Regions from separate parts of the Zea mays genome. Here regions 1 and 3 are each linked to region 2. A link is a contact called in public Hi-C data. All regions are on one chromosome and are shown on one strand. The core of a region is the stretch at or near the end of the contact, and the rest is flanking DNA. Distances in the headings are between cores, read along the strand shown. Region 1 holds the start of LOC103638796. Region 2 holds the start of LOC100276090. Region 3 holds the start of LOC100273268.

Region 1 (3,030 bases), core at 267-2,766, 190 kb before region 2:
AATTGCAGACATTGTGGTCAGCCACAACATGAGGAATTGCACAAATAGCAAGATGCCCTTTTCAGAACTTCATCAGTCACAACTCACAAACCATATTATTCTTCCAATTTCAGATGAATCTGGATATGCTTTGTTGCATTGTAGGTGCACAGTTCAGGTTCTTATCACTAGCTTCTGGCATTTGCCTAGCTAGTCTCTTACAGATGAAATTTGATCATGTTGCTTGAGAGCAATAGCACTTAGATCTGAGCTACAAGTTTTTTTTCCTGTTTCAAAATATACGACTAGTATCGACCAAGACTGCAGGAGTTGGAGAGTTGAATGCTCTACAATGATTCAAACTCGCATAGTCACATTAAGCAATCAAATGCCAGAAAAAAAATATATTATTTATCTTTTACTTTTTAAGCACCTAGTAGTTACAGGTTCATTCCTCAAGAAAAGCCTTCTTCAATATTTACTCTATTCAAATTGGCTTTATATTAGCACACTGATGCCTGAAAAAATTATCAACCTTTTATGTTATTACCATGCCCACCCTTGGAAGGGTTGTTCTGTTATTGAACGATCCAAAAGTTTCGTCTTGCTGCTGAGTGGCCCAATTAGGCAGGACTACTGAGATCACGACAATCCAAGAATCTATCAATTCAGTAATAATAAGGCCACCGGTGTTTCCAGGCAAAACCAGTTTTGATTTGCTCCATGCACATGTCTCCAGTAGCATTGGGTTAAAATTTTGGTCAGGCTGGTTTTGACATAAACTAAATGTACCCACTAATGCCAATACTGCTTGAGGACTAGATTATGCCACGATTATGCATAATCTGGAACAGGATAGGTCGCTCCATAACATATGCTTTAGTTGTTTACAGTTCAATCAGAGAGAACCAAAGCACTGTGCCCTGGCAGAGTTGGATTTTCGGCTGTACCAGATGACTATGTATGCTTCAACAAAATGTATAGATTACAGCTGTCACAATACAATGCACTCAAAACTGAACAATGCGAGCTAAAAGGGGATAAAAATGGCCGGAATTAACCCATAAATTCAATATGTATCTCACATATGATCCCTCGGAAATGGAAGCTAGTAGTGGCAGCTCGTACCTAACAGCTTGGAAAAGAGCAGGCGCAAGAGGGGAAGAATGTCGGTGTCACGAGTCGGGCAGGAACTGGGCTTTATCCTCCCGCTGTGCCTCGTCCTGCAACTGCTGCGACTCCTTGGCTTTGGCAAGCAGATGCGCCTCGTATCTCCGCAGCCTCTCCTCCATTCTCGCCTGCAAGAGAAATGCTGAGCGAGTCCGCTGGAAACTGGCGACAGCGCTAGCCATAGCCATAGGGGTGGGGGAGTAGGGCAGGGCTGGATCTGGCGTGCCTTGTACGAGGTCTCGACGCGGTGCATGACGTAGAATCCAAGTACGCCACCGAGGATGGTGCCGGCCATCACGCGCACGTAAGCCCACCGCCGCGACCCCGGCGGCGCCATCGCTCACAAATCACCAAGCTGATACCGCGCCGCCTTCAGCCGCCGCCGGCAGTGGGAAGGGTGCGAGAGCAAGACGAGCGGAAATCAGGGCGTCGGGCCGAGAAGGTGGGCCGAGCTGACAGCTGTACTGGCGTCGGCCCGCGATCCACTTTTGCACCTAATCCATCGATCTCGAGCCAATGACTGGTGAGCCCATAAAGAGGAAAGGGGATCCCGTTGCAATGGCCCATGCGTTTTTTTAAGGCTTGCGGTGTTGATGACTATTCTGTGCACTAGCTCTAAGGGATCGGGCCAAATCGAGGGGAGATGGATTAGGGTGATGCTGTCATAGCGTTGCGAAAGGGCCTCTAGCGTAATGGTTAAGGCTTCCGAGTAGCACCTCCAGGTCCTGGGTTCGATCCCCCTCGGGGGCGAATTTCTGGCTTGGTTAAAAAAATCCCCTCGTTGTGCCCCACCCGCTCCCGGGTTACGTCCTGCGCGCCACCCTCCGGCTGGGCCGTTGCAGAGTGGGCGGTGACGGCCCGCTAGTGATGGGGGGCCAGAGTTCGGGGATTTTCTCGGCCGGGACCATGTTTTGGTCTCTTCTTAATATAATACCGGGAGGGCGGTCTTTCCCTCCCCGGCCGAGTTTTTGATGCTGTCATAGCGTTTTTTATTTTTATATTTGTATTAAAGTTTTTCTTGCGAAGGTAATTGTCAAATATTTTTGAGAAAATTACTACGCTGCACTAAAAAAGTCCGGTATTTTTTCATGGCACTTTATTTTTACAAATCTATGAGAAACAAAAACTCAGTTACTTATTGTTGAGCATCAAAAGTGGCGGACGGTCTCGTCCTCGGACCTGGACACTCCGCTCGCCCCGTGATTAGATTAATTCGGGCGATTATCCTTATCTCGAACGTGGTTATCCATCTAATCACGTTGGATCTGTTGGTTATCGTCTAGAAACGGGTCCAGGTCATCTCCCCTATAAATATATAGGGGTACGGTCAATTGAGAACCCCCGATCATTCCAATCGAACATATCTACTTTATTTACTTTTCTTGCCCTAAGAGTAGATTTAACATAGCTTTAGTTGTAGGCTTCCGCATATCCAACTCCACCCCTATTCGACTCTACGTCGTCTAGATTCGTCCTGTGCTGGCATGTCGACACCAGAACGATCCTATGATCTTACCCATCATGAGGAGCAAGATCTACTTCGTCTACTTCAAACAAGATCTCTTCCTTGAATTGATCTCTTAATTTCTAGACGACTCTACGTCGTCTGGAGACGCCCCGGGTGACCTGCTGACCCGAAACACCCTAAGGTCTCTCCTCCAGAGGGTGAGATCTAGGTTCTACGAGGAGAAGAAGACGACCCTGCGCCACCGTGGACCGTTCGGTCTAGATCGCGGACCGTCTCGACAACGCGTAGGGAAGAAGCTGCTTCTATCACTAGGTCGCGGATCGTCCGGCCCAGAGCCACGGACAGTCTGCGTCGCCGCAACAAGCATCGTCAGGCGACCCAACGACCCTGTCGGGTACCGTAATTAGGGGTAC
Region 2 (3,195 bases), core at 666-3,165:
TCCCTAATCCCTCTATAAATACCCTTGCCCCGGTGGAGCTCATTCCACACACCAGTTCACCACTGCTTGGCTATCCATTGCTGACCAAAAGAACTACATCAATTCATAACCACTGCTGACCAAAATACCTACATCAGTTCACCACTGCTTGGCTATCCATTGCTGACCAAAACAACTACATCAGTTCATAAGATTTGCTACTGTCGACCACAGCCCCATGTTGAAACAAGCGCGTGAGCAAACACAAGATTACAACAAACACTACAGCTGAAATCATTTTCAGTCTGGCGATCACTAGTGATCTTCTCTAGCTGCATTCTCAGTCTGGCGATCTCAGCTTCCTGCACAACCACACGTTCGTTCGATTCATCAAGTCTGTCTCTCAGATCGTTGTTGGCCTCTCTCAAAGCATAAATCTTATCCTGCACTTGTAACATCAGTTTTTTATCAAAGTCCGAAAGGGGGGGGGACTCACCCATTGGAAAAGATTACACCCTTCTGATCCCTTCAAACACAAAATGTGGAATTAAAACCAAACTAACATGTGGAATAATAGCACAAAAAATGTGGAATCAAAACAAACCTTTTGGCAACGAAGGAATCCTCTGCTTGGGTTGGAATCGGTCCACGAGGTCAGCTCCAACATAACACCTGAGCACTTGCAACAAACAGGATTATCTGCATCCATCCATTTCCGGTACGACACCGGAGGCTTACGAGGTGATTTTGAAGAGCCAGAGACAGATGAAGTCATGGAGAGCCTCTGCCTAATCCAAAAACCACAAAAATAACATAAGAAACATAATTATCAGCTTGATTGATGACACACTAGCATCTAAACCCAAATCTGATTAAGGAGAGTGCATCAATAGGTCACTATATAATAGAAACACTGGTGTATGTTGGAACAAATAAAGAACCGTGTATAAAAGCAATGTTTTTACTGAAGGATAGGGAGCATCATTCATCCCTTTTTGCTATGTGATATGCACCTACATCCTGATACATATAATGAGTAGAAAGTAGCTGTGCGTATATAGTTGCATTGAGTAAATAGAATTTATCCCCAGACGTGATTCTTCAAAGTTTTTTAGTACAATATATGGGAATAGACATACATTTTCATGCCGTCACTTGTTCATCAATTTTAATAAATTCTCATTTCTGATTTGGATCTTGAAATGGATTACGGTGTCGTCTGAGGGCAAGATGTTATATGCATTTCGAACGTTATAATTTCCTTTGACCCATCTACAACCATTTTTGCAGGAAAAAATAAAATAAAACCATGTTAGTAGCAGTGAACCATGTGAAAAAATAAAATAAAATTAACTGATTTGTTGTAGCACAAAGCACCAGTCACATGTAGTTGGAAAAAAATATTTTCTTAGGGCTAGTTTGGGAGCTCAATTTTCCTAAGGGATTCTTATTTTCCCAAGGGAAAATGAACTAATTTCCCTTAGGAAAATGAAAATCCCTTGGGATAATGTGGTTACCAAACTAGCCCTTAAACATTCTGGCCACCATGTGGCGAGCCCAAAGCAGAGATGACAAGAACCCTCAATAGATTTGTTTAGTTAATCTGATTAGGTGCAGTTTACAGGCTGATGTGAGGTTATGAGTAATTGAACAAGCTTGCAATTTTGAACCCCCCATAGTTTAGGATTTTGGTTCCCCGGGAAAATTGGAAAAAGGTGCCTGGATGGGGAAAACAAGTCACCTGGATTCGAACTCGCAGGGCAGCACTTCTCTTGACGTCCAGTAGAGGGCTCAAGGCGTGAACAGGACCAGTGGCGTCGAGGAGGGGTAGGCGGTGGAGCCAGCGGCGTCGGTGCGGTGGAAGGCGTCGGAGCCGGCGGCACAGAGGTGGGGGAAGGCGTTGGTGTTGTCCATTTATGGGTATTTCCCTTTATTTTCTAACATAGAAAAGAAGAAATAGATTAAAAAAAAGGCGGCCAGCCGAACTGGGCCTCTACAAGGCCGCTCCCCGCGGACTTTCTTGGGCCAGTTCAGATATCACCCCTGAACTTCCCGGTTAGTTCTGTTTTCACCCCCCGAATCTTTAAACCTTCATATCTTTCTCGTTTTAGCTCCGTTTTAACCCGTTCAAGTTGTGTTGGGTTCATAACAACAAAACCTACGCTTTAATGCTGTTGTTCACCATGTCAAATCTCTGTGATTTTATTTATCATGTTAATCTAATAACTTACTTCTAGTTAGTGTACCATTGCCCCTAATAACACGTTACTTCTCGTTAGTGCACCGTTGCCCCAAATAACACGTTACTTCCGGTTAGTGAACTGTTCCCCTTGTAATATGTTACTTCCAGTTAGTGCATCGTTGCTCCTCAAAAGATATTACTTCTAGCTAGTTCAGCGTTGCCACTAAGTATGCGTTACTTCTAGTTAGTGCCTCGTTGCCCCTCGAAATACTTTACTTCTAGTTAGTGCACCGTTGCCCCTTCTGATACGTTACTTCTAGTTAGTGCACTGTTGCCCCTTATAATACGTTACTTCCGGTTAGTTCATCGTTGCCTCTCATAATACGTTACTTCTAGTTAGTGCCTCGTTGCCCCTTGTAAGATGTTACTTTCGGTTAGTGCACCGTTGCCCCTCAGAATACGTTACTTCTAGCTAGAGCTTCGTTGCCCCTCGTAAGATGTTGCTTCCGGTTAGTGCACTGTTGCCCTTAATCATACGTTACTTCTAGTTAGTGCACCGTTCACAAAATAGGCCTTCGAATAGTAAAGAAAACGATTTAATCCTATAAATAGTGACAAAATAGTAATATTTTAGAAAACTTGGATTGTAAGAATCTAAAAAGATATAGAGTGGAATAATATTCTAGATTAAACTAATCTATTCAGTTTTTGTACCTCTTTAGTTGAAATTTCATATTTTTTACCCTAAGGAGGTGTTTTAAACAGCTTAGTTTCATAAAAACCAGCGCAACTTCATAAACTTCAGAGTTGAGCAGCGTTGTTTCAAAGTTGCAGCGTGTTCTAGAAGTGTTTGGCTTTCAAACCAACTTTAGCTTCACTAAAATGAGATTTTGTTTAGAAAAGTCCTTTATATATACCCATGAATGATGTATGAGTCTGTTTTAAATTTATGAAAACTTTAATAAAAATAATAGTACACCATATATATAATAGGGTTTATAATACATACTAATATAGTGAGTACAATTAACAAA
Region 3 (3,163 bases), core at 247-2,746, 180 kb after region 2:
GATCTTATAAGCGTTGCTTGCACTGTACTCACCATCATCTGTCCATCTCCAAGAAATGGAGTCTTCTAAATCGTTGAGCTCGTGTGTACTATTGATGGCCTGCCAAAGGCCGAGCAATTCCTTGAATTCTTCTGCACCATCATAGGGAGAGCATAATTGGATCCAACGGTTGTTTCTCAAGGCCTGGAAAGTTGAAATGTTCTTCCTTTTTGCTTTGTTGAAAAGAGTTGCCCGAACCGGAGTTTGGCCCTCATGTGGTCATGCTTGTGAGTGGCTCCAACGAGAATAACAGGAAGCTCTCGTGGTCATCCTTATGAGTTTGTATCTCTATCGTATTTAAACTTTTGCATTTATTTGTGTACTTTAGTTGTGTGCTCTACCTTTTAAATTTAGTTGTTAGGCTTGAAACCTAGATTGCATAGCTCTTTTGTAGTAGCTACAGTAACACATTAAGTCCCTACACACACTTTGGGGAGAGAAACATTGTAAAACTCTCTCTCGTATAAAACAACGATAAAGTCTTGGCCACAACATGACGAAAATTAAAGTAGGTAAATTTTGACTAGCTTAGGTGTGATCGACAATTAATACAAAATTGTCAAGCAGTTTTATACTACTGCGCGCGCTGCATCATCGTTGGTTTCTATGGAGAGGCAGCAGAACACCGTGGCTGCCACCATGGAGAACAGCTGCGCACCAACCGAGGGAAGACCAGATCCGAAAACTACGCCCATGAACCAGCACACGCCCTGGCTCCACTGCCTCCACATCGCCGGGCCGTGGAGAGAAAACCTGACCGCCATGTCCTGTCCGTAGTAGAGGGAGTACTCGTCCGCCGGGTACATGTACGAGAACGCGTACACGGGGGCTGGGTAGATGAAAGCAGGCAGGATGTTGACGACGAACACGAGCACGGCAGCCTCCTTCCCCCTTGCTCTCAAGAGCCGCCACGCCCGGCGGAGCGCCCAGACGCCGTGGCAGCCTCTGTCCACCGCCGACACGCCGACGCTGACCGGGATCACCGTGGCGAGGTAGATGTAGACGAGAAGCGCCACCGAGAACATCGAGTAGCCACACACAGACTTTACGATCGAGTCGTCAGCGTAGGTCCACGTGGATACGAGTAGCGCCGCGAGTAGAGCCGTGAACGACAGCTCCAGCACGCCGGCGACGGCAGCCGTGCCGAGAAGGCCGCCGCCTCCGGCGATCCTCTCCATGACCACCTTACGCGTGAGGCGCTCGCCGGAGTAGGTCGTGGCGGTGGCGAGGGCGGTGACGAGCTGGGTGGCGAGTTTGCTCGCGAGGTAGCAGAGGTAGATCGCTAGCAACGCAAGCTCCTTGGAGTGGTTTGAGCTCGCGGCGCCGGTAGTGGTAGTGGTCCTGCTGCTGCTCCTTTGTGCTTTGATGTCGGCGAGGATGTCCGTGGCGAGTGGGTGAGCGAAGTGGACGGCGACCGCGATGAAGAGGAAGGTGTGGGCGAAGATGAGCACGAAGGCCTTTGCGAAGAGGCCGGCGTCTTGCGTCGGGAGGAGCAGGGATTCCTCCACGAGCCTGATGCATGGCGACAGTGAGGAGCCTGCTTTGGTGGCCATGGCGTAGTAGTGCTGAGGATCAGTCAAAGGGATAAGATTTAGACATCTTGTAGATGGATTACACAATGCATGGTGCGCGGTGGGCGTAGACTCCGGGTCTTGTTGGCTGAATTATGGTAATAGATGTCGCTGTCATCGGTCTCCTCCCACTAACGACTTGGAAAGCTTGGTCGATGGTCAGGCCGGCCAACGAAGCCAAAGTGCCAAACCGGTAGCGTGTGGAACTGGCTGTGGACTATGGATAACGCATGCATCTGCTGCTTCAAGCGCTGGGTCGAATGAGTTGACAAAAGTATATATAGAAATTGTTTCGGTTTCTTCTTTCACTAAAAATACCAGGCGTGCGAGCATAGAGCCCATATATATATATGTTATAACCACCAGCGGAGAACTATTTCGATAGGAACAAATCTATTTCTGTGGTAGCCTGCTTCCCTGATTCTATATACCTTGCTTCATTCCCCTATAATTAGTTTCCAGCCCGAAGTACCACCATTGTTGGAGTTCTTGGAGTTTGAAAATTTTACAAATACAAGCGGGTTGGTTTTGACCTTGATATGATTAAAAGAGTTTTTTTTCTTCAAAAAGGTAATTAACTTTATGACTATCTTATATTTGTTTTGGAAAATTTATGCATAATTTATGGCACAACTCGGATTTGAGGACAAATTCAAATGCATCTTATATGTGTGCCAAGATAAAATTTCACACATATGATGACTAAGTGTATAGAAACCAGTGTCACAAACTTTATTATATAAGTATAATGTCTTTAAAAAACAACTAAATAAAATAATCTAAATGACGATAGTGACGTTCCCGCTAATGAGTCATAGACGGGTTGACCGGAGTGACGACATCCTAAAGCTCATCAAACTCTTTGTAGTAGTCTTCATCTGATTCACCTGATTCCGAGCGACAAACTCAGCAAGGTGAGTATACTTATGGCATGAGGGAAAACTTTATCGCCGATAACGTATCCGATAAATACGATTTTCCTGTTTATCGCTGGGCCCCGATTTTTTTACATACCTGCAAAATTTTTTGGCCCATTTTGAATTTGGGCCCAAATCAAACGTGTGGCGTCCGACGTGAGCTAGGTTTTCTACAGCCATTTCATTGCAGCCACCAATCACATTCACATCTCTTCCCAGTTCCCACCCGACATCGAGGCCGCCGCCGTCCTGGCGTCCTGCTCGTGCCCTCCGTCAAGAAGAAGCGAGCTCGGCCCCGGCGCCGGGGTGCGCCGCGAGGAGTGGCGAGAGCAGCGGGAGGTTGGCGGGCGAGGTGACGACGGTGAGGCGGAGGCCCCACGCGGCGAGCAGGCCAGCGAAATCGAGGAGCGGCAGCGCGTAGCCCTGTGCGGGGAAGGGGACAACTAGCACGTGCGGCGCCAGGGTAGGTGCGGTGCAGACCGACATCCACACGGCGCGGCAGGCTCTGCGTGACGCGCTCTCGCTGGAACCTTCGCCTTCGGTGCCACCGCCGACTAAGGTGGAGCCTCTGCCGGCGACTGCCCCAGGGTACACCGTGCGGCTGCCGTCTCCATGCCGCACAGCTGGTCCCCCAAC

The links. A called contact is a pair of places that touch in the nucleus more often than the background predicts.
Region 1: a Hi-C map of leaf shows a contact between it and region 2, with 7 times the contacts expected there. The contact joins the promoter of LOC103638796 here to the promoter of LOC100276090 in region 2. A contact is called at or near these places in 4 of 25 Hi-C or Micro-C datasets (bundle sheath, ear, leaf and 1 more).
Region 3: a contact with region 2 is called in a Hi-C map of ear, with 2.3 times the contacts expected there. The contact joins the promoter of LOC100273268 here to the promoter of LOC100276090 in region 2. A contact is called at or near these places in 2 of 25 Hi-C or Micro-C datasets (ear and leaf mesophyll).

What each region holds. Positions count from the first base shown.
Region 1 is chr9:105,639,354-105,642,383 of Zm-B73-REFERENCE-NAM-5.0, forward strand. LOC103638796 reads right to left here and starts at 1,517. Exons shown (of 3, transcript NM_001328274.1): 1 at 1,376-1,517; 2 at 1,108-1,277. The coding sequence starts at 1,486. The coding sequence ends at 1,155.
Region 2 is chr9:105,825,450-105,828,644 of Zm-B73-REFERENCE-NAM-5.0, forward strand. LOC100276090 reads right to left here and starts at 1,916. Exons shown (of 3, transcript NM_001348922.1): 1 at 1,721-1,916; 2 at 584-767; 3 at 1-422. The coding sequence starts at 754. The coding sequence ends at 198.
Region 3 is chr9:106,009,507-106,012,669 of Zm-B73-REFERENCE-NAM-5.0, forward strand. It overlaps LOC100273268, which reads right to left and starts at 1,497. Exons shown (of 1, transcript NM_001147709.1): 1 at 539-1,497. The coding sequence starts at 1,217. The coding sequence ends at 609.